2 separate regions of the Ovis aries genome follow, and region 1 is linked to region 2. Evidence: chromatin contacts called from public Hi-C data. All regions are on one chromosome and are shown on one strand. Each heading gives the region's core, a stretch centred on a gene start, on an enhancer-like site or on the middle of the called end of the contact. The rest is flanking DNA. Distances are from core to core; before and after follow the strand shown. Region 1 holds the start of BCL6 (BCL6 transcription repressor). Region 2 has its middle 28 kb from the start of TPRG1.

What was found. Hi-C and Micro-C count contacts between places; a contact is called where the count stands out from the background.
Region 1: a contact with region 2 is called in a Hi-C map of tail adipose tissue, with 8 times the contacts expected there. The contact joins the promoter of BCL6 here to the enhancer-like site in region 2. A contact is called at or near these places in 12 of 16 Hi-C or Micro-C datasets (blood, hypothalamus, liver and 6 more).

Annotation. Positions count from the first base shown.
Region 1 is chr1:200,381,725-200,386,316 of ARS-UI_Ramb_v3.0, reverse strand. BCL6 (BCL6 transcription repressor) reads right to left here and starts at 1,356. Exons shown (of 10, transcript XM_042233309.1): 1 at 1-1,356. It overlaps LOC105602706 (a long non-coding RNA gene), which reads left to right and starts at 1,705. Exons shown (of 3, transcript XR_001021447.5): 1 at 1,705-1,967.
Region 2 is chr1:199,001,120-199,005,755 of ARS-UI_Ramb_v3.0, reverse strand. No RefSeq gene overlaps it. Among named protein-coding and RNA genes, the nearest start is that of TPRG1, 28 kb to the right of the region's middle. Within about 2 kb of position 3,060, at least 18 of the 54 cell types and tissues checked have an H3K27ac peak or open chromatin away from gene starts, as enhancers often do. A contact at or near this core is called in muscle and tail adipose tissue, where this site is marked.

The DNA of each region.
Region 1 (4,592 bases), core at 107-2,606, 1.4 Mb before region 2:
TTGTTTTGTTTGTTTTCACAAAGCTTGCACCACGGGAAAAATAAAAATTTAGGAAAGCAGGGAAACAGCCATTGGGAGCTAACACCGAGTCACGCAGCGCCCAAAATACAAACACCACGACCGCCAGAAATCCCGCCACCTTCCCGCTTGGCTGGGCCGTTCTGCGAAGGTTCCCGGAGTCCCCGCACTCTGAACAGCACCGCAGGTGCAAACGCGCACCCCTTTCCCACCCCCACCCCCAAATCCCCATCCCGCCACAAGCCTCTCTCCCCAGGACCGGGAGAGGGAGCGCGCGGGGGTTCCCGACTCCCTAGACTGCAACCAAGAAAGAATGATTTCCAAACTATTCAACATCCCCGCCCCCAGGCAAGCTAAACCTCCCCCAAAACGCAGGGGAAGGGGACACCAAAACGCTCGGATCTCGTTAGGAAGATCGCGGCTCAGAAAGGAACACTTCATCTGGGTTTATGAAGGGGAAAAAAAATAAATATCCACTAGGAGTTCGCTTGCATTTCTCCTCCAAAATCTCGGCTCGGAGGTGGGGAATCGAGAGGACCGAGGCCGGTGGAAGGGAGCCAGCGGGGCGAGCGAAAGGGCAGTCTCCCTCCTCGCCTCCCGGAGTGACCAAGAAGGACGGGAGAGGGGAAGGAAGGAGAGGCGAGGGAAAGGAGAGGGAAGGAAGGAAGGCGAGGCTGGAGCGAGGGAGCAAGGAAGGCAGTTTGCAAGCGAGAAAAGAGGGAAAAAAAAACACAGCCGCACGAATCCAGCGAGATCACAAGCCGTACGCAAGCAGCAGCAGAAAGAGCGAGAGCGCGAGCGCGCGTCCTCTCCGCCGTCTGGGGCCAGACAGCCCCCAGACTTGCCCGAATCACCCCCCAAGCACTGTCTCGTCCTTTCTGCTCCGGCCGCCCCCTAATTCCCCTCCTTCCTCTCCTCCACCTCCTCTTCAAAAACCAAAACAACACAAGGGAGGGTGGCAAAAGCCTCCCCAAACCGGCCAATTCACTCAAAGACAACAAGAATAAAATAATAAAAATATAAAAATCTACATCCTAGAGTGGGAGAGACGTGGGACTAATCTTCGGCATTTATTTTAACACCTGACAGCTACAATAAATAAATATATACATTTACATCAATAGATACACATAGGAAACTTGGAGCCAAAGCATTTGGCAAGAGCAGAAAAAAAGAATTAAAAGGTAAAATAATGATCATGAGCAGCGGCGGCGGCAGCGGCACCAGCGGCAACAGCGGCGGCGGCAGCAGCAGCGGCGGCAGCAACAGCAATAATCACCTGGTGTCCGGCCTTTCCTAGAAACTTCTTGCATCACCACTTCTAAGAACCCCAGTTCTAAGAATCAACAGAGCTCAATTCTCGGAATTTGAGCTGGGGACTTTACCACTGCTACGTAGCAGGGGAGGACTCGGTGTCAGCTCTCCACGACTTATGCCTCCTCCGGGCCATAAAAAGCCCTCCAAGCCAAAATATTTTCCCGCTGTCCCGCAGATTTTGGGGTCCTCACGGGCTGAACGTCTCGGGTTTGGAGATTTCGGCGCGAGGGTCGAGGGGCCGGACGGTGGCTCTCCCTCCCCGGCCCCCGGTCGGTGGTACAGCCTGCTCCGCCACCGTCACGTGGGCGCCCCTCTGTGACGTCGGCGTCTTCGCTGTAGCAAAGCTCGGCCTCTGGAATTCTGAGAACTAATTTGCTATTCGGTGACATAAGAGGGGGAGTGCGCTTTGCTTCCCCGGGGTCTGGGGCTCATTTCTCCTCTCTTCCCCATAAACTCAGCTCCTCCGAGCTCAAAACACAAAAGGAAGCGAGAGGTTCGAACCTTTGGGAAAAGTCTGTTATATATAGTAGGTTTCGGGGCGAGTAAGGGAAAAAAAAAAAAAAAAAACACCACAGCTCTTTCCAGCTAGAATATTAGGCACCACGAGAAAAATATTTGCCAAGCAGTTTTCGGTGGGTTCATTTGCTTTATTTTTATTTGGGACAGTTTGGGATTTTTTTTTTTTTCCTTGGTGTGGTGGTTTGGGATTTGGGGTGGTTGTATTATGATGGTTTGCGGATTTTTGCTTCTGATTTTTGCCTTTTGCAACTTTGTGATGTTACGTAAATCGTAGGATCCCGCATCGGTTGGATTTTGTTTTGTTTTACCCCTATGAAATGTCTCAAACGATTTAAGGAAGACGTGTTATTTTAATACTGATAGTGTTGAAAGAAGCTTGAGTTTTTTGTCATATGTAACAATTCCGACCCCCACTTTTTTCAGGGGGGCGGGGAAGGGTGTTCAATTTTCCTTTTTCCCTTGGACTTTTACTGAGAGGACGCTCTCCTGCGCTAGAAAGACATGTTCAAAGGATTTGTTTTGGTTTGTTTCTTTCCAGGACAGCAAGTGGTGGGTTTACTCTGTTATTGTTGACTCTTAGGAAAATTCTTGCTGCAAGAAACGTGTGTGTATGTGTATGTGTACGCGTACGCGTGTGTTCTACAAAATTCTGTGAGCCAAATACATGTTTGTGTTCTGCTTTTTCTTTAGGTCTTGGTTCCCCCCGCTCTCTCCCAGCTCGTTTCAAGGTCGTTGTTAAAAATCTCTCCTGTCTGTGTTTAAAGAGACCAGCCGGAGGGAATTCTAAAGGCCTGCGGTGCCAGTATCACAGATACTGCGTGGATTTAGAACAGACTGTGCTACAACTACAACGCGGTTCACGCAGCACAGTCCTCTTAGTTTTAGAGCTGAGTTAGGAGGAGGAGGAAAAGGGGGGAAATCTTTCTTTCTTCCTTCCTTTCTTTTTAAAGGCAAATGCAGTGCAGAATCATTTCACTGTGGGCCTTGGTTTGTTTATTCAGAACTGCCAGTTTCCCTATTTAAATGTTGGTTGGGGTTTTTTTCCCCTCCTACTCATCCCTGAATGAGGGAGACTCTTGTTTCTTTTATGTCTCTCTCTTAAAAGAGGGTGTGAGGGGAAAATAATATTTCAGATTCCTCAAGTATTAACCCAAAATGTTTGGACCAGAAGCAGCTTTCAAAGGTCAGGCTGTTCTGAGCCTTGGCTATGAAAGTCCTTCAGGCGGACTCATTAAATTACAGAGGAGTTCTTAAAGGTTCCACAAAATTTCTGCACATGTTAATTTCCAATAAAGATATCTCCCCAAATAATCTACCTCTCCAAATTTGGGTTTATAGTGGAGAAGTGAGCAGAGAGATTACTGGCTATTTCCTGGGATATTTGGGGATCTCTTTCCCAGAAGTCTCTAAGAAGTTCAGATCTGTTGCTGAAAATGTCAGTGCAGCCCCCCTTTTGAAAAGGCCGTGTTGGAGTTTTTAGAACCAGGAGAGATCGAAGGGGTCGATTGTTTTCCACAAGGGCTGGAGCTTAGGAAAAATGCCTAAAGTGTGTCTGTCCCTTTGAAATCTGAATATTTTAATACTTATTGACAGATGGATTACTGCAGCTTCTGCAGAAAAGCCTGTCTTTTGAAGGTTTTTTGAAAAATATACATAGGCCTAATCCCGTCACCCTTGTGGAAATGAACATTTTACCCCAGAAGACACACGTTATCATTAAGTGCAGATTCATTTTGCCAGAAGGCAGACTGTTTTTTAAATTGTCCCCTTGCTCCTGAGTTCGAAAGAGTTTTAAAGGAATCCCACCGGATTCTAAATGACACCCGATTTTGCTGAAGCGATCGTCTTTGTGTATTTCTATGGATGATAATTTTTGTATTTTTTATTAGTATGTTCTCAGGTGTATCTGTGTGGTTTGGAATGTGAATTGTGTGGTTCTCCCCTGCTACTGATTCTGCAGTGTGATAACTTTTGTGATGTGGGGTCCCTTTTCTTGTCAAAGTTGCCATCCAGCCTCAGTGGGTCCTCCCCACCACCACTTTAAACACACTGCTTGTCCCTCTCGCGTTCTCTTTGCCACTCCAATCTTAGCCCCATGGGGGCGCTGCAGAGCAAAGGGAAATCTGCTCTCTAGCAGTAGAACCAGCCAGAGTGGGGGCTGGGAGTGAATTTACCCTTCTAGTTCCTCAGCCCTCTAATTCTCTGCGAGAAGTCTGTAAAGGAAGACCCCACTAGGCCTGGTTTATAGCTAATTAATCCCGTCACCAGGGTCCTCAGACCGTTTCTGGGGCCAAGTGCCAGAGTCCCACATTTCTAATACTACCCCCCCCCGCCCCCCACCCCGTTAAGAAATTAACCAGGAGATGTTGAAAGAAAAAAAAATTATTGAAAATATTTTAAAAGTAAGGATTTGCATTTTTGTAGGTCCCCTTCTCGTTTCCAAATGAGTGGTGAGGAAAATTGTGCACCCACCTCTCAATCTCTTTTCAATTACTAGGAAAGTAACTTTATCAGATGTTTTATGCCCATTGAATTTCTTCCGTAATGTCCTGCCTTCTCTCATTTCTTGATTTCTCCCCATTAGTAACCAGTTGGCATCACTCTGTGAACCTCCCTCACCCCAGCAGTGATAAGATTAAAGGAAGGATTGACTTGAATATATTCAAATTCTTTCAAATCATCCATAAGAAGACCTGAAAAGAGATTTCATGTCTGGGGTCTTATGTGTGATTCTTGTG
Region 2 (4,636 bases), core at 1,811-4,310:
TTCACAGTTGGGTAATAAAAATGTCTCTTAAGGGTTGCTAACAGCTCCATGTCAGCTCGAAAGTGATCTCTGGCAAGGACTGAAGCCTCTTTGTTCTCGCCAATATTTTTCACTCATGATTTCAAAGGTTCTCTAGAAGGAGAAATGTCCAAGTTTGCAGATGACACCAAACTAAAATGAAAAGTAAACGCAGCAGACTGACACCAAGAAGCGGCATTGCACATAGAGCGGAAGGAGCCCTGGCCGGGAGGAAGGCTGAGCTGACCTTGTCTTTTGTCTCTGACCCCTATCAGCAAGATAACATTGAACAGGGCCTAATCTCTGATGGTTCAATCTCATTACCTGTAAAAAAGCAAGATGGTCACTTACCTTTTCAGCTCAATATGAGTATCTAAAAAGAAGCCTATGTAAATGTATACATGGCATATATTTTTAATAAATTAGTGCAATATTAATAATAATAGTGAGGCATTAGTATCTAAAATGATCTAGGATACCTAGAACACAGAAATGAAACCAACACGATGCAATAAATCAAAACATAGGTATGTATATGCTGATGGTGTTGAAAATATCAAGACTAAATTTATGATGCTCAAAGCTTCTATGAAGTACTCAGCATATGTTAGGCACTTAAAAAATGTGTGTTAATGATTACTTAATTAGCTGCGTGTGTTTGAAAAGGAATAAACACAAATGAGGGTTTTATATTGACATATTTATCTGATGTCTTCATATATTTGAAGGGTTGCTATGTTGAAGAGAATATGTACCTATTTATTCTGCTTTGTTCTACAGAGTAAAACCACGCCCAAACTGGTGGGCATTAAAAGGAAAGAAACTTTGGATGACAATAGAAACTTTTCTGTAACAGTATAGAGCTCCTATAACGGATCTGGGTGACAGCAGACCCTTGCTTCAGTGGGTTGGTTTGTTCCCTGTACTGGCTGAAAGGAGGGCAGTGCTGGTCGCAAGGGGCTGGGGAGCGTGGTGCACAGAGGCAGGTTTCTTTGTGCACCGTCACTGCTGAATGCCAGTTTGGCACTGGCCACTGAGTCAAGTGCTGGATACCAAGGTAGAAGTATGCTGCCCCAACTTTCCGTGAGCTCACAGTTGCTGTGGAGAAGCCCTCAAGTCTCTCTAGGGTGACTGAGGAAGACTTCTCACAGGTTGCTATCTTTAGGCAGAGACTTAGAGAGCTGGTAGCAGTTTTCCAGGCAGGTGGACATTGCATTAAGAGAGCACAGTCAGTGCCATGGTTAGAGAGCTGAGATACCACAGTGTACTGTCAGGAAGACAATTATTTCTTGGATTAGACACTGCCGGGAAGGCTAGAGTTAGAGCATGAAGGGCTGACAATGCCTTGCAAGATGTGCTGGATCTCAGGCTCCCTCCTTCTGCATCTGCAGGATGGTGTGTTTACCCAGGTTCAAGCACAGATCCCACTACATTATAATTGCTTGTGGGTGGGTTCCTCAATGTGCTCTGAGTTCTTTGAGGACAGAGGCTGTCTTATATGTACCTTCCCAGCCTCCCTTGAGCTTGCCACAGCTTATAAGCTCAGTTAGATCCTACTGAATAAAAAACTAAACAAATAAAAGCAAAACGGATCTCATTGAAGGGATAGGTCCCAGTAGGATTTATGAAAAGCTTTTGGAGTCTTTAGATGTTTCTGCAGCTTTGCTGAATGTGAAGTAAAGTGAAGTGAAGTGGCTCAGTCGTGTCTGACTCTTTGTGACCCTATAGACTGTAGCCTACCAGGCTCGTCTGTCCATGGAATTTTCCAGGCAAGAATACTAGAGTAGGTTGCCATTTCCTTCTCTAGCATATCACACCAAGAGTTACTTCTAGTGAGCTGTGTCTTCTGCAGGGTATTTCTGTTAATGCTAATAGTGAGTCCGAGCATTTACTTAATGCCCCTTGAATTGGTACTGTGCTAAATACTTTACAAGCCTTATTTAATGAGTACAACATCCCTCTGAGATATGTAGATGCTTCGTCCATTCTATAGATGAGGAAGCTAAGATTTGGAGAGGTTGAACAACTCACCCAAGGTCAAGTAGTTAGGATGTGGCAGAGGCAGAATTTGACCCACATCTGCTGACTCCAGAGCTTGGGTCTTAACTACCCCTCTATCCACTGAACGAGGTGTGTTGCTCAAGGTGGAGCAGAGTTAGCAGTGAGACCCATCTCAGGGAGATCCCCTTAGAACTGGGAGCTTGTTTGACTAAAAGAAATTGAACTCTTCAGAATCTTCTTGACTTATATCCAATTATACTCTCTACTCTAGCAGTGAAGAAAAGGAGAAGTCTGTAGGAACAGGACAAGTTTAGAGGGGCTAGAGCATTTTGGATGATGGGAGACACAACATAGAAGCTTTCAAAGGAGCAAGAAGGGAAGGCTCCTGCCTTCCTGGACTGTGGTGAGATTAGAGGCCTACAGAAACAGAAGGAAGTGAAAAGGTAAGGCCCTTTTTGTACCAGGGCACTTCGAGTCTGGAAGGTCTTTTGGAGATATTTCTCCTTGTTTCTTCACTTGGCCTGGGGCTGTCTTCTATTTGGGAGCCATTTTCTTCTGAGACATTCCAGAGCAGAGCACAGGGTCCCCAGGTAGTGAAGCGGTGAGGGGCTGCAGGCTCAGAGCACCTGAAGGTCTCCTGAGCTGATCATCCAGGATTCTCCAGTGCGGAAGGAGGCAGGAACTTGGGGAAGCCGCTGTCTTCAGAAGTTAGCCGGCATGTTTGGCTGACTTCTGCTTGTTGCCTGGGCGTAGTAGGTGGGGCTGGGCAGGAGGTTAAGAAACCTCAACAGATGGCAGCAATCAGTGGGTGTTGGTGGCCATTTCTCCTAAGTGTTGAAAAGATGGTCATCGTGTGCCTGTGACAATCAAACTCAACTCCAAGTTCCTCTGTCCTAGAACACAGACTAGAATAATCCTTTCTCAGCCTCCAGAAGGAAAGTTTTCAGAGAGAGGCGGTATCGAGGGAATACAGCAGCCGCCTGAGGTTCTGATTCACCATGTGACGTCTCCTGCCCAGTCACAAGCTCTGATGTCTGCGGAGATTTGTTTGTCAGTCTGCAAGGACAGAGATGAAAGGCAATTTGCCCTAACCTTCCCCCTCCCTTCTGGTTGGTAAGGGAAAAGTGTCCGCACACTGCCATCTGGTGGCAACTGCTGGTCACTGCAGTTCAAGTGAGAACGTTTGCTCAACCAACACTTTGGAGAAGGGGCCCACTTTCCTTCTTATAATGAACAAAATATGGTTCCTGCCCTTGAAGAGCATTAAGAAGGACCATAAAGAAGACTGAGCATCAAAGAATTGTTGCTTTTGAACTGTGATGCTTGAGAACACTCTTGAGTGTCCCTTGGACAGCAAGGAGATCAAACTAGTCAATCCTAAAGGAAATCGGTCCTAAATATTCATTAGAAGGACTCATGCTGAAGCTGAATCTCCAATACTTTGGCCACCTGATGTGAAGAGCCTACTCATTGGAAAAGACCGTGATGCTGGGAAAGAGTGAAGGCAAGAGGAGAAGAGGGTGACAGGACGAGATGGTCAGATGGCATCATTGACTCAACGGATATGAGTCTAAGCAAACTCTGGGAGATAGTGAAGGACAGGGACGCCTGCCCTTCCCTGACATGCTGCAATCCATGGGGTCACAGAAAGTCAGACACGACTGAGTGACTGAAAACGACTTGAAGAGCTCCCAGTCTAATGGAAAAACCTGACATGTTAGCAAATAATTGTATCTTAAAAAGCACCATTTTAGGAGTGTAAACTGTTAGGTAATCTGATTGATAAGTAAGGAATGTGGGAAAGAAGTTATAGACAAAAGCTGGAAAAAGGTTGAGGCCAGGCCATGAAAGACTTTGAATGTCTGAGTAAGGCAATGAGTCCATATAAGATGAGTTAGCAGGAAAATCTGGGATCAGGTTTCAGTGGTAAAGTAATCTGGACAAGTGTCTATACGTATGCTCTCAAGCTTCTAGACCCTTTAGTTATTTGAAGTCTCCTATGGAACCTATCGGAGAAGGCAATGGCACCCCACTCCAGTACTCTTGCCTGGAAAATCCCATGGACAGAGGAGCCTGGTGGGCTGCAGTCCATTGGGTCGCTAAGAGTCGGACACGACTGAGTGACTTCACTTTCACTTTTCACTTTCATGCACTGGAGAAGGAAATGGCAACCCACTTCAGTGTTCTTGCGTGGGGAATCCCAGGGACAGGGGAGCCTGGTGGGCTGCCATCTATGGGGTCTCACAGAGTCGGACACGACTGAAGCGACTTAGCAGCAGCAGCAGCATGGAACCCATATGTAAACTAGCTGAAGCCATAGATATTCAGGGTGAAGTAGAAGGGACAGTTTAGAGCCTGAAGAATTGTCTCCCACCCTCCATCTCCCTTCCTTGGTGCATGTAGATGCTTTGGGGCAATACTGAAGCCCAGCAAAACATAGTTTAATACCTACCGCTGTGGACAGTCCCTTCACTAACGTGACCTTTCCTGTTCTGATCCTAGAGCTAACCACATCCTGTCCTTCTCATATATTAGGTCCTAGATATTTTCCTATATTTTAAATTAATGACAAAATTATGCTACTTATTCTTGATATTTTTAAAGATACTGTTTTTTA